Regions from separate parts of the Zea mays genome. Here region 1 is linked to region 2. A link is a contact called in public Hi-C data. All regions are on one chromosome and are shown on one strand. Each heading gives the region's core, a stretch centred on a gene start, on an enhancer-like site or on the middle of the called end of the contact. The rest is flanking DNA. Distances are from core to core; before and after follow the strand shown.

Region 1 (3,792 bases), core at 595-3,094, 140 kb before region 2:
GCAAAGTAAAACTCTGTTCAAACTTACCTACCTCGTGTACCCCCGCTATCCTAACTATATGTCCTTAACTCGGATGGCAACTCCAAGAAGAAAGGCCAAAGAAGACCAACCACGTCAAAGAAGGGTAAGCATCAACTCAAGTATTCAAGTATCATGTTGGATCTTCAAAGGAATCAAGATCCACTATGCATGATGGAGTCTTTCCTTACCCTACTTTGTCCAACCCAAGCCTATCCGTGCTTTAATAGATTTTTTACACATTAGGTGGCTATACCCATATATACCCAGGCCTTTCCTAATCACCCACTATTAACTGTAAAAAAAATGTGAGACTCTGAATTTTTGACCCAATTATAGACTAAAAGCTGAATTACAAACCGATCATTATGTATCCCTTCTCTTACAAATCTCGAGGACGAGATTTCTGTTAAGGGGGTAGGACTTTGTAATACCCAAAATTCTATTTTGGGATTTATAAAAGTTTCTCCAAAAGGTTTGAGTTAAAAGAGAAAAAAAAACATAAAATAAAATAGACAGAACCTCAATTTAATCTATAAAACTATTCTTTTGGATTATGTGTTGAGAAACCTTAAAAAAAATTAAAGTGAAAGTATATCATAATAGAGATTACCATTAAAAAATATATTTTCTATTTAAAACACATAAGAGATAAAAAAATACATTTTCAATTATGTGACGTTTGCTCTATTTTATGCATATCAACAATTATAGGGCCTGATGAAGACAACTAATAGTTAAATAAAAAAATGAATGTGCTTCATGTTGGTATTATTAGTTGATACATTTGATGTGCCAAACGCATGAAAGAAATTTGAAGTTTAAACTAAATTCGAAAACATAAAATAAAAGAAGAGAAAAAGGAAAACTCCATACCTGCTAACGGACCACGTTTCCTTAGCCTAAGTCACTCTAATAACGTCATCCTCTCACATCTGGGTGATTCTGCATGCTCGGCATCCAATAGAAATTCACTCTCGCTCGATTTCGCGTCTGCATCCATGTGTGTCGCTGCTCAGTTTCCCCTCCGCGCTGGATCTTCGCCATGAATGTCGCGGCTGCAGCTGTCTAGCTCTTGCATACACCGGCGTGTTGGACCCGCAGGCCAAAAAAATCACCTTGCGTTCTTGGGGAATCTGTGGCTAGTGTGTACGGCTGGTCATCGTTTAGCTGCGCGCCATGGCAATCTGAAACAGAAGCTCCATTTTTCTCTCACCAGACGCACGCCGTAACAACTCCACCGCGGTCGTCGTAACAAAGGCCAAATCCTCGGCCGGGATCTTCGCTCGCGAATCTCGCTGCTCGCCCCAGCTCGGACTTCGCCGCCTGGGTATAAATCTGCGGCCTCTCCTCCCCAAACAACGGCGCGCAGAGAAGAAATAAAGAGAGAGCCTCGTCGTAGGAGAGAGAGTAGAGCGCAGCGAATAGGAGAGAGACCGAGCGTCACGATTGCCGTCTTCACCATACCCGTGCTCAGTTCGGGGGGCCGTTAGGGAGGTTCTCCGGGCGCGGCGAAGCTCTCTGGCGCGGCAGTCAATTGACCGATGTTCCTCGTCGGAGTCACGACAACACCATGGATCCGCCTGTCATCGTGGCTAGGCGCGCCAATGTCAATCCCTAAGGTAAGAACTCAACTGGTAGATTCACTTTTTCCCCCTTAGCGTATAGAACCTGGCAGAACGTGTGTTGGGGCGTTAGTGCGTCGATGTGCGTGCTCGCCGGCGTATTGCCACCGCTATCTAAGCGCCGCGATCGGTGGGTGTGGCTGGAGGAAGAATATGGATGCTGACCGTTCGATTGTAGTTGGACGATGGAGATTGGGTCTGGAGAACGGCTCGGCCAGGAGTGCTGTGGGTCGTAGATCAAGGGAGGGACGGCACGGATTAAATCTCGCGTACCGGTTCGGCCAAGTCGGTAGTGGCCATTGATCCTTGATCGGATGGCTGGAAGATCGTGTAGTTCATTATCTTTTATGGGCCGTTGGATCGGGATCCGATGACCCCGGTCGCGTACTGATTTGAGCTAGGCGTGATCTAATCTGGATCGTTTAAATTGGATCGGACGACTCCTGTTTCGGGATACCCTTTCGTGCGGGAACATTTGCAGAAGAGCCCCTTCTCTTTTCACAAATCAACCTGCCGTCTATCGGTAGGTTAATCTGTGTCTAGGGAATCTTTCAAGCTATCCCCTGGTCTTTTGTTTATTCATGCACCCAGTTCAGAAGCTTAGAAAATTCAGGAAAATAATTTAGGAAATGGTTTTTATGTATAAAAATATATCCAGAACTTATTTAATTCATAGAAATTCCATTTTTACTCCTTTTTAACCCATTCCAGTTGCAATAATATTGTATTAATATTGTCTATCAATTAGTAGCTTTGTTTAGCCATGAAACTGGAATTAAAATTGTTCATTGGAATTAATCTATTCTAAGCACTAAATAATTTCGGAAATTCATAACGTAATAATCGTAGCTCCGAATTTAGTGATTCTTGTTTCTACGATCTCATTACGTAGCGTAGATTATTCTTATATAGTTTGTTTTTATGTTTGGTGTGACGTTAATTTTGCCTATATCATGCTTGTTTGTATTGCTACGACTAGCGCGAGGTTACGTGTCATCTGAAGAGCAAGTTGGTAACTGGAATCTCAAGTGCCAGGCAAGTTGTGCCCTTGATCACTTCTTTTTACCCAGTCATGTTCTGATTAATCATAATGATCTGCATAGGTTAATTTTGATGGGACCTAATAGGTTACCCTAGTTTGTCTATCTTTATACCTTGCTTACCATGGAACTTTTTGGGTAGTACTTGCTAGTGCTTTATGTGGTTTTGGGTATGAAGATACATTATTCATGATCACACTTTTATTATCTGTTTATTATCACTGTTCATGATAAGATCATTATGTTAATTGGAACATGGAGCGACCACCCGGGAAAACAGTGCTACCACAAGGGTTTATGGACGCCGACTGATTAATTAGGAAAGCTAGTGGAGGACTACCTTACCCGAAAGGGGCAAGGGCAGTAGGGGAGTGGTCAGTGTAGGGAGGTCCTTGGTTGATTTTGCTGCGATGGCGGTCAGGCAAGAACCCTGCATTGGAGCTTCCTATAAACTGTAGCGGGTTTTCTGAAGCTAGTGGAACTTTGTAAAGGCCTCGTAGTGTTACCCTGCCTCGCCTCCTCGGTAGAGGTGTATGGGAAGTCGTGATCCCTTGGCAGATGGGTAACATGACTTGTGGGTAAAGATGCGCAACCTCTGCAGAGTGTAAAACTGGTATACTAGCCGTGCTCACGGTCATGAGCAGCTCGGACCCTCACATGATTAACTTATGGAACTAAATTCAATTTGTCATATGCATTGCATCGCAGGTGATGTTGTTACTTCTGTTCTACTATTTAATTGGGTTGGTACTTACTTATACTTAGTAATTGCTAATAAAATTTTGACCAACTTTAAAAGCAATGCTCAGCTCTAACCATCCTCTTTGGTAAGCCTTACACTTCACGTGAGCTCCCACCTTTGGCGAGTTCATGCACATTATTCCCCACAACTTGTTGAGCGATGAACGTATGTGAGCTCACTCTTGCTGTCTCACACCCCCCACAGGTCAAGAACAGGTACCCCAGGATGAGGCGCTTGGAGGATGCTGTGATGTGTTCGTGAGAGGTCTAGGTCGTCGTCTCCCAGTCAACTTTGGGTTGCTGGACCGTTGTCTCCTTATAATGTAATTATTTATTTTGTATAGATCTCCTATTATATAGTAAAGATG
Region 2 (3,455 bases), core at 57-2,556:
TTCATTAATAAATTTTGGCGACAAGGTGTTTTAAATAATTGAGAATAGAAAATTAAGCACTATGTAGCAATTATAAAATATTAATAACTAATGAATATATATGAGATTAAAGAAGTATGCAACACTTTTTGTGTAATTGGAAGCTTGTGACTTATTGCTTGTTTATTATATATATGGACAAGGCGCTTCATCATTGTTTAGATGTAGTAGTTGTGTGGATTTTGACTAAAAGCAGTAGTGGGGATATGTATGAGTAGACAATATATATACCTAAAGGAGTGACTTTATACTTCTTTTGGTGGAAACATGGGGCTAGGTACGTGGCGTTCTGCACGACTGCACTCATGACTTTCTAGCTACCACAACTAGGCAAGTATAATTGCTCATGCTGTGTTTATAAGTGTTTGTTTTCTAGAAACTAATTTTTGGTTCCTCTTTATTATTTTATTTTAGTTTTTAAATTGTTAAATACGAAAACTAAAATAGAGTTTTATTTTTTCTTAATTATTAATTTAGAGACTAAAATATAATAAAATGGAGAGGCTAAAAATTAGCCCCTAAAAAAATATGACAGTTGCTTTGGGTGACATGCATGAAGTGTTTCTCCAATTCGGCCATTCTTTATATGCATGAATTGTTTGTCATAACAAAAGCATGTGCATATTATAGTCATTATCCATGCATATGGAATAATAGAAACAACTGTCATATATACATGCTGCAAGTTTTCTGGTTTCATTAGGACGAAAGTGTATACCTGCATCATAATCGGAATACTGGTTGGGTCAACACCTTCCTCTGGAGCCGGCAGCAGCTCTTCCTCGGAGACCATAAGCGGGTAGTCGAGGCCGTTCACGTCCTCGAGGCTGCAATCTGTGACAGCGTCCACGAACCACGCACCGTCGTCGGTGCACTCAACGCTCGCCTCCCCGGCGTACAGTGAGCCGACGAAACGGCCGGCGAACGGGCGGTAGTCCACCAGCGCGCGGGACAGCGCCGCGCGGATCACCTCGGCCGGCCTGCCGGCGGCAGCAGCATCGTAGTGGGCGGCGGAGGCGGCGGCGTCCTTGCGGCGGAACACGTGCAGGGATCGCACCGTGTGGCGCAGGCCTGGAACGCGGTCGATGGGCGACAACTCGAGCGTCTCGGTCGTCGGAGTTGGCGTGGACGATGGCACGACGAAGGATTGGGATTTCCTTGTCACGGTGATGCTCGCCATGGTGGCAAGCTGCTATGACATACGTATTAGCTTTGCTAAGTGAGGTGACAGCAGTACTGGCTGTAATGTGTAGGTGTAGGTGTGGGTGTAGGTGTGGTGCACAAGATGTCTATTTATAGACGAGATAGATGACTAAAGTAATTTTTAGTGCCAAACTTTTTGACTAAACAATATACTCCCTTTGTTCTAAATTAAAATTCCTTTTAGTTTTTTTATAGATTCATATAACAATTGTATTAGCACCATATATACCACCAGGTGAGGCCGGACAGTCCGGGCCGCAGACGGTCCGTATCTAGGCACGGACGATCCGCGATAACATCAAATTAGATGGTTTAATCTCCTTTTTCGTGCGTGTTTATTCATCTAAATCTACGGATTCTATTGGAAAATGTCTAGGAACGGTCGAACAAATCCAGACTTCCCCTATATATATGAAGGTGTACGGTCGATTGCGCGCACCAACAATCAAACTAAACAATTAAATCTACTTTATTTACTTCATTCTTCGTCACATTAGGAGTAGGTGTAATTTAGACCTAGTTTAGCTTTCTTAACCTTGGATCTTCATCCCTTTTCGACTCTACATCGTCTAGTGACGTCGCCGGTGGCCTGCCGATCCAAGGGCACCTCCTGGAACTCTCCTCCCTAACGGGGTCCCTCCCAGTAGGCGAGATCTAGGGTTTTTCAAAAATCTACGAGCACGGACCGTTCGACCGGCGAGTAGAGGACACCCGCTCCTGCAGTGAGGTCACGGACCGTCCGACCCAGTGTTGTGGACCGTCCGTGCTCCCATAGCGAGCACTGCTAGGCGGTACAAACCCTAGTGTTTGGTGCCAGATTGGCGCCAATGTCGGTGTTTATGATCCGACTGCGCACCACGGTGTTCCCCACGTGATGCTTTTAAGCAAGATGACGTCGTTGATTGCGACTCGATGGTACGTGCAAGTGCACGTCGGATCACACAAGAGTTTATACAGGTTTGGGTCACTGGAAATATGCATAAGACCTTGTTGAGGCTGAGTACATGAGTATCAGTGGTGTACACATGTTACATATGAGATGTGGGAGGAGGAAGGTGAGTTCTCCTGTCGATCTAAGGGTAGTGTGGTTGCTATGAGAGGACTAGTGAGTTATGAGGTGGTGATGGGATGTGCTGAGATGAGAGATGGGTTCGTAGGGGTAACCCATCAGCCTTATATAGATGACTAGAGGGTTATCTCTTTACAAGTCGCAATGACTATCTAACTCTAACCGAATCCTCCTTTTAACACGGCATGTATTCCTGCTTATCCAGAGTTGAGTTGCCCTTCGTCCAAGTTATCTCCGATTATCTAGCACTTCGGGTACGCTCAACCTCCCTGCTCGAGGTAGCAGCACTCCTTCTGCGAATGACTTGGTCGTCTGGTCTTTGCCTCCATGGGTCGAGCTCATCCAGCCTCGTTGCGGCTTGACAAAATATATACATTGACAAAATTAAAAATACTCACTTAGCAGCTTGACGGCGGGACGGTGGTCGGCGTGGGCGAGGCGGGGGACGAGTCAGGGCCGCCGGCGTCGGGACAGGTGCCGGGGCGGCGGTGGTGACCACCAGCGGTTGTCGGCGGCGGGCACGGGCAGGGCAGTGGCGGTTGACGGCAGCGGGTGCAGCAATGCGGCGGCACGACTCGCACATGCCTAGCGCACGGCTCGCACATGCCTAGGTCCGGCCCTGCAGTAGCGCGGCGGCGGAGCAGTTGTGCACGGTGGCGGCGGCGGAGTAAGCAGCGGGCGATGACAGTAGCGCGACAGAGAAGAGAGATGGGGCGGATGGAAATAAAACAACGGTGCCTGGCCCGCGCGTTAAAATAACTTATGTCCGACGGCTGTCAAATAAGCCGTCGGACATAGTCTTATGTCCGACGGCTATCAGTCGACCGTCGGACGTAAGCTTACGTCCGACGGCCGGACTGATAGCCGTTGGACATAAGTTACTATTTTCGAGGGCCATCAGAGACCGTCAGACATAAACTTATGTCTGACGGTGGCGTAGGAAGCCGTCGGAGGTTAAGTAGTCGTCGGATGTATATCGTCTTACTGTAGTGCGCGATTGGTCCCACCACCACCCGGACGCCCATCGTTTATGCAATATTTGTTCCCGGTTTACTAAAGCATAAACAAACTAATGTATCAGTGCACGCACACCTGGTCCCACCATGAGCCCGACAAATGCACGCGCTCAACCTGACCGCGAGTA

What was found. A called contact is a pair of places that touch in the nucleus more often than the background predicts.
Region 1: a contact with region 2 is called in a Hi-C map of leaf, with 4 times the contacts expected there. The contact joins the enhancer-like site here to the promoter of LOC100285022 in region 2. A contact is called at or near these places in 2 of 25 Hi-C or Micro-C datasets (bundle sheath and leaf).

What each region holds. Positions count from the first base shown.
Region 1 is chr6:26,298,128-26,301,919 of Zm-B73-REFERENCE-NAM-5.0, reverse strand. No RefSeq gene overlaps it. Among protein-coding and RNA genes, the nearest start is that of LOC100285022, 140 kb to the right of the region's middle. Within about 2 kb of position 1,844, at least 10 of the 20 cell types and tissues checked have an H3K27ac peak or open chromatin away from gene starts, as enhancers often do. A contact at or near this core is called in leaf, where this site is marked.
Region 2 is chr6:26,159,608-26,163,062 of Zm-B73-REFERENCE-NAM-5.0, reverse strand. It overlaps LOC100285022, which reads right to left and starts at 1,306. Exons shown (of 2, transcript NM_001157917.2): 1 at 758-1,306. The coding sequence starts at 1,219.